4 separate regions of the Mus musculus genome follow, and all the other regions are linked to region 2. A link is a contact called in public Hi-C, HiChIP or PLAC-seq and promoter capture Hi-C data. All regions are on one chromosome and are shown on one strand. Each heading gives the region's core, a stretch centred on a gene start, on an enhancer-like site or on the middle of the called end of the contact. The rest is flanking DNA. Distances are from core to core; before and after follow the strand shown. Region 1 has its middle 160 kb from the start of Gm52576. Region 2 overlaps Gm13481 (predicted gene 13481). Region 3 has its middle 99 kb from the start of Gm31324. Region 4 holds the start of Acvr2a (activin receptor IIA).

The links. Promoter capture Hi-C pulls out the DNA fragments that hold promoters and counts their contacts. A called contact is a pair of places that touch in the nucleus more often than the background predicts. HiChIP or PLAC-seq counts read pairs in DNA pulled down with a chosen protein or histone mark.
Region 1: a contact with region 2 is called in a Hi-C map of olfactory sensory neurons, with 1.8 times the contacts expected there. The contact joins two enhancer-like sites. A contact is called at or near these places in 1 of 15 datasets of contacts at CTCF or cohesin (large pre-B cells), 3 of 484 Hi-C or Micro-C datasets (cerebellum, large pre-B cells and olfactory sensory neurons) and 3 of 115 datasets of contacts at active chromatin or transcription factors (CD8 T cells, large pre-B cells and memory CD8 T cells).
Region 3: a contact with region 2 is called in an H3K4me3 HiChIP or PLAC-seq map of bone marrow-derived macrophages, with 4 times the contacts expected there. The contact joins two enhancer-like sites. A contact is called at or near these places in 2 of 115 datasets of contacts at active chromatin or transcription factors (bone marrow-derived macrophages and effector CD8 T cells).
Region 4: a promoter capture Hi-C map of liver shows a contact between it and region 2, with 2.6 times the contacts expected there. The contact joins the promoter of Acvr2a here to the enhancer-like site in region 2. A contact is called at or near these places in 8 of 39 promoter capture datasets (the 3T3-L1 cell line, 3T3-L1-derived adipocytes, cranial neural crest and 3 more), 1 of 15 datasets of contacts at CTCF or cohesin (large pre-B cells), 11 of 484 Hi-C or Micro-C datasets (CD4 T cells, DN3 thymocytes, the N1E-115 cell line and 8 more), 15 of 115 datasets of contacts at active chromatin or transcription factors (CD8 T cells, bone marrow-derived dendritic cells, cardiomyocytes and 11 more) and 1 of 9 other capture datasets (adipose tissue).

Annotation. Positions count from the first base shown.
Region 1 is chr2:47,992,919-47,995,826 of GRCm38.p6, reverse strand. No RefSeq gene overlaps it. Among named protein-coding and RNA genes, the nearest start is that of Gm52576, 160 kb to the right of the region's middle. Within about 2 kb of position 1,351, at least 6 of the 459 cell types and tissues checked have an H3K27ac peak or open chromatin away from gene starts, as enhancers often do. A contact at or near this core is called in olfactory sensory neurons, where this site is marked.
Region 2 is chr2:48,331,492-48,334,388 of GRCm38.p6, reverse strand. The region is part of intron 1 of Gm13481 (predicted gene 13481); the gene reads left to right. Among named protein-coding and RNA genes, the nearest start is that of Gm25338, 51 kb to the left of the region's middle. Within about 2 kb of position 1,363, at least 83 of the 459 cell types and tissues checked have an H3K27ac peak or open chromatin away from gene starts, as enhancers often do. A contact at or near this core is called in the N1E-115 cell line, adipose tissue, bone marrow-derived macrophages and 8 more, where this site is marked.
Region 3 is chr2:48,692,857-48,695,556 of GRCm38.p6, reverse strand. No RefSeq gene overlaps it. Among named protein-coding and RNA genes, the nearest start is that of Gm31324, 99 kb to the left of the region's middle. Within about 2 kb of position 1,251, at least 28 of the 459 cell types and tissues checked have an H3K27ac peak or open chromatin away from gene starts, as enhancers often do. A contact at or near this core is called in bone marrow-derived macrophages, where this site is marked.
Region 4 is chr2:48,812,722-48,815,421 of GRCm38.p6, reverse strand. Acvr2a (activin receptor IIA) reads right to left here and starts at 1,313. Exons shown (of 11, transcript NM_007396.4): 1 at 596-1,313. The coding sequence starts at 650.

The sequences.
Region 1 (2,908 bases), core at 102-2,601, 340 kb after region 2:
AAGAGTATAAAGAGAAAAGGTGAAATATGGTATTGAATGTACATTAAGAAGCCTCATGGAAAAGGCTCTAGGCCCATTTTTTTTTGAAGTTTGAAAAATATTATCTTCAAATAAAAATGCTTCTTGAATTTTAAAAAAATATTATATTTGAGAAGAATGTATAGTTCTTAGTGCCATGTTTGAAGTATCCATCTCAAAAGCTTGAGAAAACTGTGGTTTTATTGAACCCTCAAAATAGGAACAATATTAAGCTTTAAAAATAAAAAAAAAACTCATCTTTTTCCAGTGATTATATTCTTGGTTCCCAACTTTAAATAGACTTTATGTCTATATATAATATTCCTCCCCTTTGTTCTCCTTTCTTTGTTTCCCATTCCCTTTCTTATATCCATTGTTCACCTGAATCCACAACAAGGAAAAAAAATCAAAGTTTGGAGTAGTCAGTTAAAATTATAGAGAATTATTCATTCAAAATACTTGGCTACAAGCCCTGAAACTCCTGTAGACACAGCAAGACTCCAGCTCTAGCTCGAAAGAATCATATCCAGTCATATCCTGGGGAGTTCAGTGCATTAGACCATAATTGAGCAATCCTAATTAAGTGATATATAGTGACTGGTAATGTGGAAGTCTATAGTAAAAGTTCATATTATGCATAGTTGTCAAACAATGTCTCTGCCTGCAGGTGGAGAATATATCCAGTATAATAAATTATACTTATAACTCTTAGTCTTTTGTACCTAGAATACTCCTGGACTTTCCATATTTCTACACCCTGAGGAACAGTGAATTTATGTGGATTTGTCCAGTTTTGGTTGGGTCCTTTGGTTAATGACTACATAATTTATCAATTACAGACCCAGAGAGTTTGTTGATGTCTGCCTTACAGAATTAGAAAGTATGGTCTAGATATTAAACTTATGATAGTCTTAGTAAAACACAGTCTGGATAGGTAATAATGCAGATATATTCAAGAGAAGATAAAGGATCCTGATGAATCAAATATAAGAAGAAGTCTTAGACTTCCCTGGTTATTGTTGGGAACATGTACTAGAACATTTGGGGGTGATGCGTATGATTTTTATCCAGCTATGTATAAAATTAAAGGAGACTATAGTAGGTTCAATTTCATAGACAGACACAGCATTAACTTTCTTTTGCTTTGGCCCATTCACAATGAAGAACCTCATACCGAAATCTTCCCAGGAGAAGAAAACCAAGGATGGCTAACTCAAAGAAAAAGCACTGAACATAATTTACCTCAGAGCAGGTCTGAATTGTAGTGGCCTTCTTCACCATGCCAATCTATGAGAGTGTGATGCTTTTGAAAAGGGCAGGAGCTAATGTGCTGGATGGTTCCCGGGAGAATTCATCTGCTGAGACTTATTCTGTAGTCTCATCTGCCACATGGTAACCGTTGCCACTCTGGCAATAAATCCCCAGGGACAGAGGATGAAAAACTCAGGGGGGTCTGGCAAAGTCTGGAATCAGAAATAGACCATCTGCCTCATCGAGAAATTGACAGGCGACTCAGAACAGATGCATGTACCTCTCCACCATGAGGCAGATGGAGAAGGAGAGAAAATAGGACCCAACGCTGGGTTTGGAGGTAAGTAAGTAAAAGATATGAGAGAAGGCTGGCTTCCCAAGGCCCAAGTACAAGTTCATTTGCCCAAGCTTTCAGAGTTTTCTGCAGTATGACTCCACTCTGGGTTTCCAATCTTGTCTTTACCACTCTTTACTTAGGTTTTTGTGTATTTTTGGTTTTTTTGTTGTTGTTGTTGTTGTTGTTGTTGGTTTTTTTTGTTTTTGTTTTTGTTTTTGTTTTGTTTTGCTACAGTTATCTAGATACAACTTTTACATGCTGGACATTCCTGCCTCCATTGGGAATGCCTATTGAATTTACTCTTTAATGATCTTGTTTTCCTGTGAAATCTCCTCTAATACAGTTCAAATGTTATCTTTTCTTCAATAGTATTCATTTTTATATTACTTTTACTTGTAATTTCACAAAATGACACTACATTGATTATGGCATGCAAATTCAGAATTTCCCCACCAAAACTCCATGGTTTTGTCTAAATAAACCCTATTTTCCAGATTCACCTCTTTTGTTTATTTATTGGTTTGATTTTTTAGCAGGAGTCTTACTTGTTATTCAAGGATGGCTTCTAACTCAAAATTTCATTGCCTCATTCTTTTGAATTTTAGGTATGCATCACCACACCCAGTTTCTAATTTAGAATTTCTCTGCAATGCCATACAATTGCTGTGTGCAGTATTTAGAGATCTTAAACACGTTATATATTCTACATCACATAACTTTGACACAAGACTGAATATCAGAGGGAGAAGTCACTAGCCTTAGAAGGATGAAGAGTTCGGAGGTAGTCCAGTGGCACTGTATCTCAACAAAGCTGGCAGTGAATGTGACCTATGGCTAAAGAAGATGTGGGAGAAGCATTTTGAAGGACAATTAAGCAGAGGCCATGATAAAGAGCATGGGAGTCGAGGGTACTAAATGGAGGATAGTCAATAGAGGCTTTGACAGTTGATGGTGACTTCCTTGGTCTTGGTGACCAGACAAAACATTCACTTGGAGACAAAGATCTGGAAGAAATACTGAAGAAAGAAGTCACTCTATCAGTTTTGATGGCTGTGTTGTTTGTTGATATTTAGGGTATAGTTGATTGAATTTTCTTCAGACCCCCCCTTTATGTTATTTTATTTTATATTTAAGGAATTTGCAAAATATGATTAACAAAACATAACCATATTATTCAGAGATTAAAGGGATTATGTGTAGAGAAAATGGCACAGTGACAGAGAGTACTTGCAGAATGAGCATGAGAACCTGAGGCCAGCTGCCCAACAAAACTGACATAAAATCCAGGCATAGTCACATACT
Region 2 (2,897 bases), core at 114-2,613:
TTTAGTTTTGGCCAAATCCTTTAAAAATCTGACAGCAAGCACAACTCAGGGATGCTCAGGAATTTGGTGTCATTTAAGAATGCTTCGGAAGGACTACTTTTCAGGATTAGAGTTCAATTAGAATTTTAATTTATACTTGTTTTATTTGCATAACAAGGTTATGAATGATGAAGCAGCTAGAGCCAGACTCATTGGCTCCAAGGGTTGCAATTTAAGTCCAGAGTATTTTCCAAAAGAGAGGGCGGGAGCGGGGGAATTCACTCTCAATATGCATAGCTTGCTGAAACCTGAGTTTCTCAGATCATCTTCCTTGGGCTCTCATATCTGTGAGAATGAAGGCAAAGCAGGAGGCAGCATGGCCGATTTGGAGAATGGATTAGCTTTCTTAAGTGCACAGGGAATATGGCTGCGAAGCAGAAACACTCCCATGATGCCCGGTTGGCTGCCTGGCGTTTCCAGGGCTGCCTGCTTTCTGCAGGAAAAAGATAGACCGGTAGACAGTTACACCATACTAATACTCTATTATTTTCTAACATCATGAGTTCGTTCTGAAATGAAAGTGTCAGCAATTGAGCTTTGCTTCTATCACTGTTGTTCTTCAAGTTTGCATAAAGTAAGGGGCGGGGGAGTGCAGTTCTCAGAGATTCTTAGTTTACTTTATGACCCTGCCCATATTCTAACAAGGTGTCTCTGACATAGGGATAGCCCGGTCTAGCCTGTCTTCTTGGATGTAAGGAGACAGAATATCTAACACTTATGTCACTGATTATACACATATCAAGAAGCCCTTTGGGCTTGGCTTTTTATTTTTATTTTATTTTTTTTGACTATATTTCTTATTGTTTTAATTTCACCTAAATTCACAGGAAATTCTACACACGTCAAAGGGAGCAAAAAGTTTGCTCTCCACGTTTATCCGAGGCGGTTACTTAGAAGGGGCCTGCCGTGGTCCATCTTTAATAGTGATCTTCATCTTTGTTTTTGGAGAAATGGCTGGAGTTTGAAGCACCGGGAAGATCATGATGGGTGATCTATTTAGGATCGGAAGCATTTTGAACATCCCACACATGACCACTTGTTCTAACTAAGCACAAGAGGTTTGCACACAAACTTTGCGGGGCCTAATGTATTGATAAAATTATCGAAAGAGTAGGCTCCAATGTGATTGCCTTGCTTTAAGGCAGCCTGAGGCAAGGGACCTAGTTGGAAATTGCCATTTGGTTTTCCAATCCATTAAGGGCCCGGGAGATTTGCCCTTTGCTGCCAGTTTCACTTTCAATTTCACATTGACACTTCCTTTAATTTTGTTTAGGAAACCGAGTTACCAAGCTACAGACGTGACGGAGTTAGAAGCGGATAAGCTTCCAGCGATAGTGCAGCTTAGAAAGGGAGAAAACTATTGTACATCCAGCGTTCTCTGGGGAGGGTAAGCCTGGACTTTTCCCGCTGTTTCCTGGTTGGCAGCTGCAGAGAAGAGACCTAGTGGCTCTGCATTCTCTTTTAAGAGGGTAACCCCCCCCTCCCCCCCAGCCCCTTGTGGCTAAGGCAGGCCTCCTCGCAAAAAGCATCTCAGATACCAACTGGCGATAGCTCAGGTATCAGAAGGAAAAGAAAGGGGAACAATTCCTTCAGGCTATCAAAGCACTGTTTTCTCTTTCACCTTGGTGAGCATCTGAAAGACATGCCTATGCTTTCAGTCTTGGGGAAAGTGATCCCCTTTGCTGATCTCTCTGGAGATGAGGGATCGACCAGTTTCCTACGTGCCCCTGATGGCAGAGAACAGTTCCAGGAAACAAGGAGCCGGACACACTCCACTTTGTGTTTACTAACGCGCTGCATGCAGCCAGCAGGTAGCTTGCTGTAATGGCTGTCAAGGGTACAAAAAATATTTTATACCTTATTTTAAAAATAGTACATTTATCCTAGCAGTCCCCACTTTCTGGAAGATAAAGCTGATTTGTCATTTGCAATTGAAATAAGAAAAGTCCATTCTTGATAGAAGTTGAAGAGGGGAGTCACCTGAAAGTACTAAAGAAATAGCTGAGACAGGTATCTATGAAGTCCTGGTAAATTCTAGTATGTAAATTGGGTTAGGAGATGTGGACACAGGCCATAGCACAGAGGATCCAGAGGGGGAAAATAATTTGAAATTTCTTAATTTAAAAATCGTTCGTAGGTCTATATGCTATATAAATATCACACAAAGAGGTTGTGGTCTGACCCTCCCTGGTCTCTCACAACTTCAGCTTCTAGAAGATGCCATTATTAGAAATGCTATCAGGAGTTTAAAATTCACAGCGTGGATTTTAAAATGAGCAAAAGGCAGTGTTCAGCTCTGGGCTTATAAAGCTCATACTTGATGTGTCTGTTGAATATTTGAAACTAATTCTACAGCATGGAGCTGTGAGAACCCATTTGCTTTCCTGATTTAGTGCCTCTAAATCCATTCATTTCCATGCCTGGAGCTAATATTGTTTCCTTACGCCCAATTCAACTGGGTAACACCCTGGGAGGCTTTATGAAATTACCAATACCAAAGGACAAGTGCAGCTATTCATTAATTAGAAGAGACAATTTATAGAGACAAAAAAAATAGAAAGTGCAAACTTTGTATTTATTTATTCATTAAAATATGCCAAACCCTGCCCCCTGGAAGATAGGAAGATAGCCACATTTGAGAAAAATACGAGAGGAGGCAGAGCAGTCACCATGTCCTTCCAGTGTGAGTGTGTGCTATTTGTAGCATCCCCTAGGAAGCATTACTGGAGATCGGTGGTGTTTGGCAGTTGTGGGTTTGATTCTTAGTGTTTCCTATACACTAAGCCATATGATACTGGATCTCTCCATTCTAAGTCATAGTTTCCTCAGCTATGAAAAGGGAATAATGGCTCTCTTTT
Region 3 (2,700 bases), core at 2-2,501, 360 kb before region 2:
GAGTCATTACCTAATATGATCCTGGGGATGCTAAGAGCTTCTACTACCCTGAGGATATTACAATTGTTTGAAAACAAAACAGGAGAAGAAGGAGGAGGAGACGCAAGCTCAGCAAGCTTACAGATGAGCACCAGAGGGACTGGCTGGACACACTCAAGGACTGTGCTCTGATCTCTGGGGCACAGGAACTGGTCCCAGCCCCAACAGAGCCCTACTGTGTTAGGGCTAGAAGGAGTTAGGAGACTCATTCTGGATTCTATATGTTCAGTGACTTGATTTACTAAACGCAGAGTCTTTTTTCCATATCCTTCTAATTATATGTTAGACATAACAAGGCTCAGGGAGAGTACACCAGGTATTTTCCAGAAAGAGCTTTGAGTATTCCCAGTAACTCAGTAGAATCATGGGAAATAACATGTGCGTATGGCCTCATATAAACATATATATGTATATATATATGTATATGCATATATATTTATATATGAATGGCATAAAATATAATCTGGAAGGATACAGCCTGTGTTTGTTTGGAATAATGAGAGGGGATTTTTCTTTCTTTTGTTTAAAAATTATTTTCTGTACTTATGAATTATGTTTATATCAATTTTGTACTTAAAAATAATAAGTTTTTATCTTGGGGGTCTGAATTTATAATAAAGTCCTTGTGAGAGGAAGTGATCCTGCGTGCCTAGGAATCTAACTTGTGCAGGTGGGAGAAGCTGTCGGAGATGAACCCTCCAGAGCAGATTGAAAGGCCTGTGAGGGAGAAGTGAAAAATGAGGATGTTGTAAAAATCCTGAAGACAGATCAGAAGAGAAGCATCATCTTCTTTGTGGTCACTCACCACTAGTACGTACAAACTTCCTGAGATCAGTCATACCCACACACAGAGGGCTGATGCTACCCAGTATTATCTATAAAAGGACAACAGATGTATAGTCAGAATCTTCAGAGAGTGAAAGAGCTGAAGGATGGAAGGGAAGTAAAACATGGTCTCCCAGGAGAAAGCTTGAGGTGCCTTTAAATAAGTATTGAAGATTTTACTACCTTCTCGGCATCCTTGGAGAAGGAGCTGGTAGCTTTTGTTCTCACTGCTGTCATGAAGACACACTTACTATGAGTAGTGTCTGTGTAGATGGCTATCTTAAGTGCTTTAAAAGGCAGTTAAATAAAGGAGAATTGGTTCCCCCCCCACCAAGCATGTAGATTATTAAAGCAGAAAATTTGAAAACTGACTTGTTAAAGCAGAAGTTATAAAATCTAGCCCTTTGTAATGAAACTTGAATGGTCATGTGATGGCTCAACTAGTTAGCATTCTTAGTGGAATTCACAGGCCTTGACCTAGAAAGAAAGAAGATTCTTCATCTTCGAGATATCCTGTATCATATGTGTCCCTGTTAATTAGACAATGCCTTCAATAGCAGCAACAGAAAACCATAGAATTGCCCACCCATGGTACACTCTTTCCCTTACAAAAAAGACATTATGTTTGTAAGATTAAAAATAAATAATTCACACTCTGAAAGTTACTTTTCTCTACCAAAAAAAATGCCTTTGTGAAAAAAATTTTTTTTTTGTTTGAAGGCAGAGTGTAACAAAAGCAGGGAGAAGGTAGGAAAGGCAGAGAAGCCGATTTAATAGATAATGTATTGCATTTAAAGAGCTTGAATGCTCTTACTTTTCATCACTTAACTTCTCAAAGAACACTTTCAGCTTCCTTATTTGCATGTTTCATTGTTTTCAAGCCTTTACACTGTATGCTTAAAATGCAAATGGAATAATATAAGAATAATGAGAAGTAATACTTGGAAGTGTTCTGGAAAAAAAATGTTGCAAAAGGAGCCTGGTTTCCATCTGATTGAAAAGAGGTGAGATTTTGGAAAGTCAGACTGCTGTAATTTTATCTTAAGCTCTGATGAGAGGCCTCATTACCATCCTTCTTTTCCTTTGTCGTGGTGAAAATTATTGAAGATTTCTCTTCTGTGACTCCTGCCCTGGTTGGGTCATGTCTGTGTGATATGAGTTAGAGTTATCTGGGAAGGGAAATCTCAATTGAGAAGGTACCTCGTTCGATTGGCCTGTGGGCAGGACTGTGGAGGTGATTTCATGATTGATAACTGATGTGGAAGGGCCCAGCCCACTATAAGTGATGCTGTCCATGGGAAGGTGGTCCTGAGATGTGTAAGTGAACAGGCTGAACAAGGCAAGAAGCACTACTCTTCCATGGCCTCTGCTTCAGTTCCTGTCCTCAGGTCCCTGCCTTGGCTTGTTGCCCTCACTTTCCCCTGTAAGGACTACAACTGCACATCGAAATAAGGCCTTCCTTGCCCAAGTTGTTCTGGGTCATGATATTTATCACAGCAATAGAAAGCAAACTTAGATACTACATTGTGCATACTTCCCCGACCCCAACATTAGATGTCTTTCAATCAATTAACTCATTTCAACAGTTTCTAAGAATATCTGGAATTTAGAACAAACAACTCATTGTTAGGGAAAGTAGGGGTTAGTTTAAAGGCCACTGTGTAGAAATGCCAGCCAGTCTCTGACACCTGGGCTCTCCATTGGACAAACTAAGAATTAAGACACGCCCTGGAGCCAATTCCAGCATTGTTGTTTCTTAAACATGTTGTTCACCTTCCCTGGACCTCAGTTCCCCCATCTGTAAAATTATAATAGTAACATCTTTCTGGCTATGTG
Region 4 (2,700 bases), core at 64-2,563, 480 kb before region 2:
AAAGCCAGCACACACCACCAACACACAGCAGCATACCTCTTCTGCACTGGGTTAGGGTTAATACTCCGGCAACTAAAACTATTTTTAACACTACTGGACAATGTAGTTGGAGAAGACGTGAGAGGAGACCTAGATTAAATCGCTGATAGGATGCATTGTTTCTCACAGTCAAAATTAAACACCAGCTCACTTGATCTATGTCTCGATATTCACCGGTGAAGCACTAATTAGATGACGACCAAAACCGGTCCTTGTTTTGGAACAGCTTAGGCTAAATGACATTTTGGAATACCTCCTTCTGGGTCTCAAACCTTTACATAAATTTTCACTTGTGGTATTTGCGGCTTGAACAGCAACCCAACCAGCGCTGTCATCGAGTGTTATGGCCACAAACCATGACTTTCTCACTTGCACAACAACACAGCACTCAACCTATCAGTTCGCCACACCAACCCAAAACAAGTGGAATTCATGGAGATTTCGAGATGATCGGGGCTGCGGGTTTAGGCGCGGGAAAAGCCTCGGCCCGAGAACTGCCCAGCAGACGGCACCCGGCACCCGGCCACAGCCCCGCCGCGCCGGCTCCTCCACCTACCTGAAGAGCAAGAGATAAGAAAGACGGCGAACGCCAACTTTGCAGCAGCTCCCATTTTCCCGAGGCGCCGGAGAAGCCGTAGGAAGTTCTCGCTAGATATCCAGTTCCCTGGGTCTTCCTCGGAGACAAACCTCCTGGTGTAAAATCAACCGTCATAAAACATATTCGGAAGCCCCGAGGCGGGGGGGAGGGGGAAGCAAAAAACGTTCACAGGGTTGAAAAAAAAAGGATTTAAAAAAAAGGCACAACAATTTAAAAAAATGTACCACGGGGGAAAAACCGCCACATACACGCACAACACACCAAACCAAACAACGAAAAGCCAACAACAACAAAAGCGGGTTGGAATCACTGTCAAAATCACTGTCAGCTCCGCTCGCCTCTCGCGTCTCAGCGAACAAAACGCCTGGCTGAGGCGACGAGGCGGCGGCGGCGGCGCCCGCAGCCGCCCGGACGGTCCGGGAGCCGAGCTGCTCCGACGTCCGGACCGACCTTCAACCCGGACACCCAAAGTCCGCGGACCACAGTAGCCGAGCTCGCGGCGGTGGCGGTGCGAGGCGGCCGCGGGAGACGGCGACGGGAGAGACGGTGGCGCAGGCGGCGGCCAAGTTCTGGTCCAGGCTGTGGCTCCGGCTCCCGGCTCCCGGCTCGGCCGCGTTTTCGGTCTCCTGGCCTCCGCCGGCCCCGCCCCCTACACTTCCGGTTCCGTCCTGAAGCTGGAAGCCAGGCGCGGCGGAGAAACGCTCCGCGGCGGCGGTGGCGGCGGCGGCGGGAGCGGCGGCCGGGCGCAGCGCGCGTGCCGGGCGGCGAGCGCGAGGAGATTGTCCGGGAGGCGGGGCGAGCCGGAGGGGCGGGGCCGGATCCGGAGCGCGCTCGCGAGGCTGCGGGAACCGAGACCGAGCAGACGGGACGGCGGGCCCTGCGGGTGCCCGCCGCGGCCCCGAGACGCCCGGTGTGCCCAGTGCGGTGCCCGCCCGGGCGCGAGAGCCGCGGCGCCCGAGCGGGATGGGCGATGCTAAGGCCGACTGCGGCGCCCAGCCTTTCCTCTGGGGGACGCCGAGGCCGCGCCGACTTGCTCCGAGTGGGCGGGAGCCGCACCCGCTGCTGCCCGAGCGAGCTCGGTGCTCGCGAGCCGGCCGCGCCCCCGCCGCCGAGGCCTCCCCACGTTTGTCTTTGGGCTAAAAAATAAAGGCAGGAAGGGCTGTCCGCCAGGTCAGGACACCCTCGCCAGATAGCTCGATGTGAGGTTCGGATCCTATCCACCACACCTTGTATACACAAAGCATTGTGTTGCAAACAGGTTTGCTCCTAGTTGGCGTGAAAGTCTGTATTAGGCTTGAAGTGAAAATCGCAGATTTCAGTGTATTGGACCGTCAGAGACGGTGGTGTTATCAATTCTTAGCCTCTTGTAAGACCTGTTTTTACCCCGTAAGCCATGTTGAACTGTTGATCGGGTGTTCAGTTAAGCACCGAAACATACAGAATGTAAAAATGTGAGCCCTACCTCCAGAAGCTCGGCTATTTGGGATATTCGAAGTTGGCTATAGCGTGCAAAGGATGATTGCTAGAGTCAGTTCGTCTGCCATTTAGCACAATTTGGTATAATAAAGGGGGAGATCTTGTTTTCCACTTTATTCCAGCATTCTGAAGGTTTTGACAGGAATGCTTCCTCAGTAGATAGGTAAATACCTAGAAGTTTGCCCTTTTTTCTTAATACAGTAGTAACCTCTGTGTTTGGAGACATTTTCAAGAAAAAAAGGAAGCAACTGTGGGATGGGTAATTAATGTTTTAGTGTACACTGATCCCCACATTTTTCCACAAACTCACTTGTATTTGTTTTCTTTTTCTCTTCCTATAAACTGCTCTATATTTCTGTCTATTAAGTACATCCTATAATTATCTGCCTATTTCTACTACTTGTCAGGGTTAATAATCATTGTGGCTCTTTAAACTCTCTCCAAGATTTCCAGTTCTCAAGCCCTGCTCAGAATTGATGGTATTATGCAACAAAATCCCAAACTGGTCTTCAGGATGCCTCAGTAAATCGAATGTAGTTCTGCAAACAGTTTAGGCTGGACAGAAACGAAGAGTTGCCACTAACAGT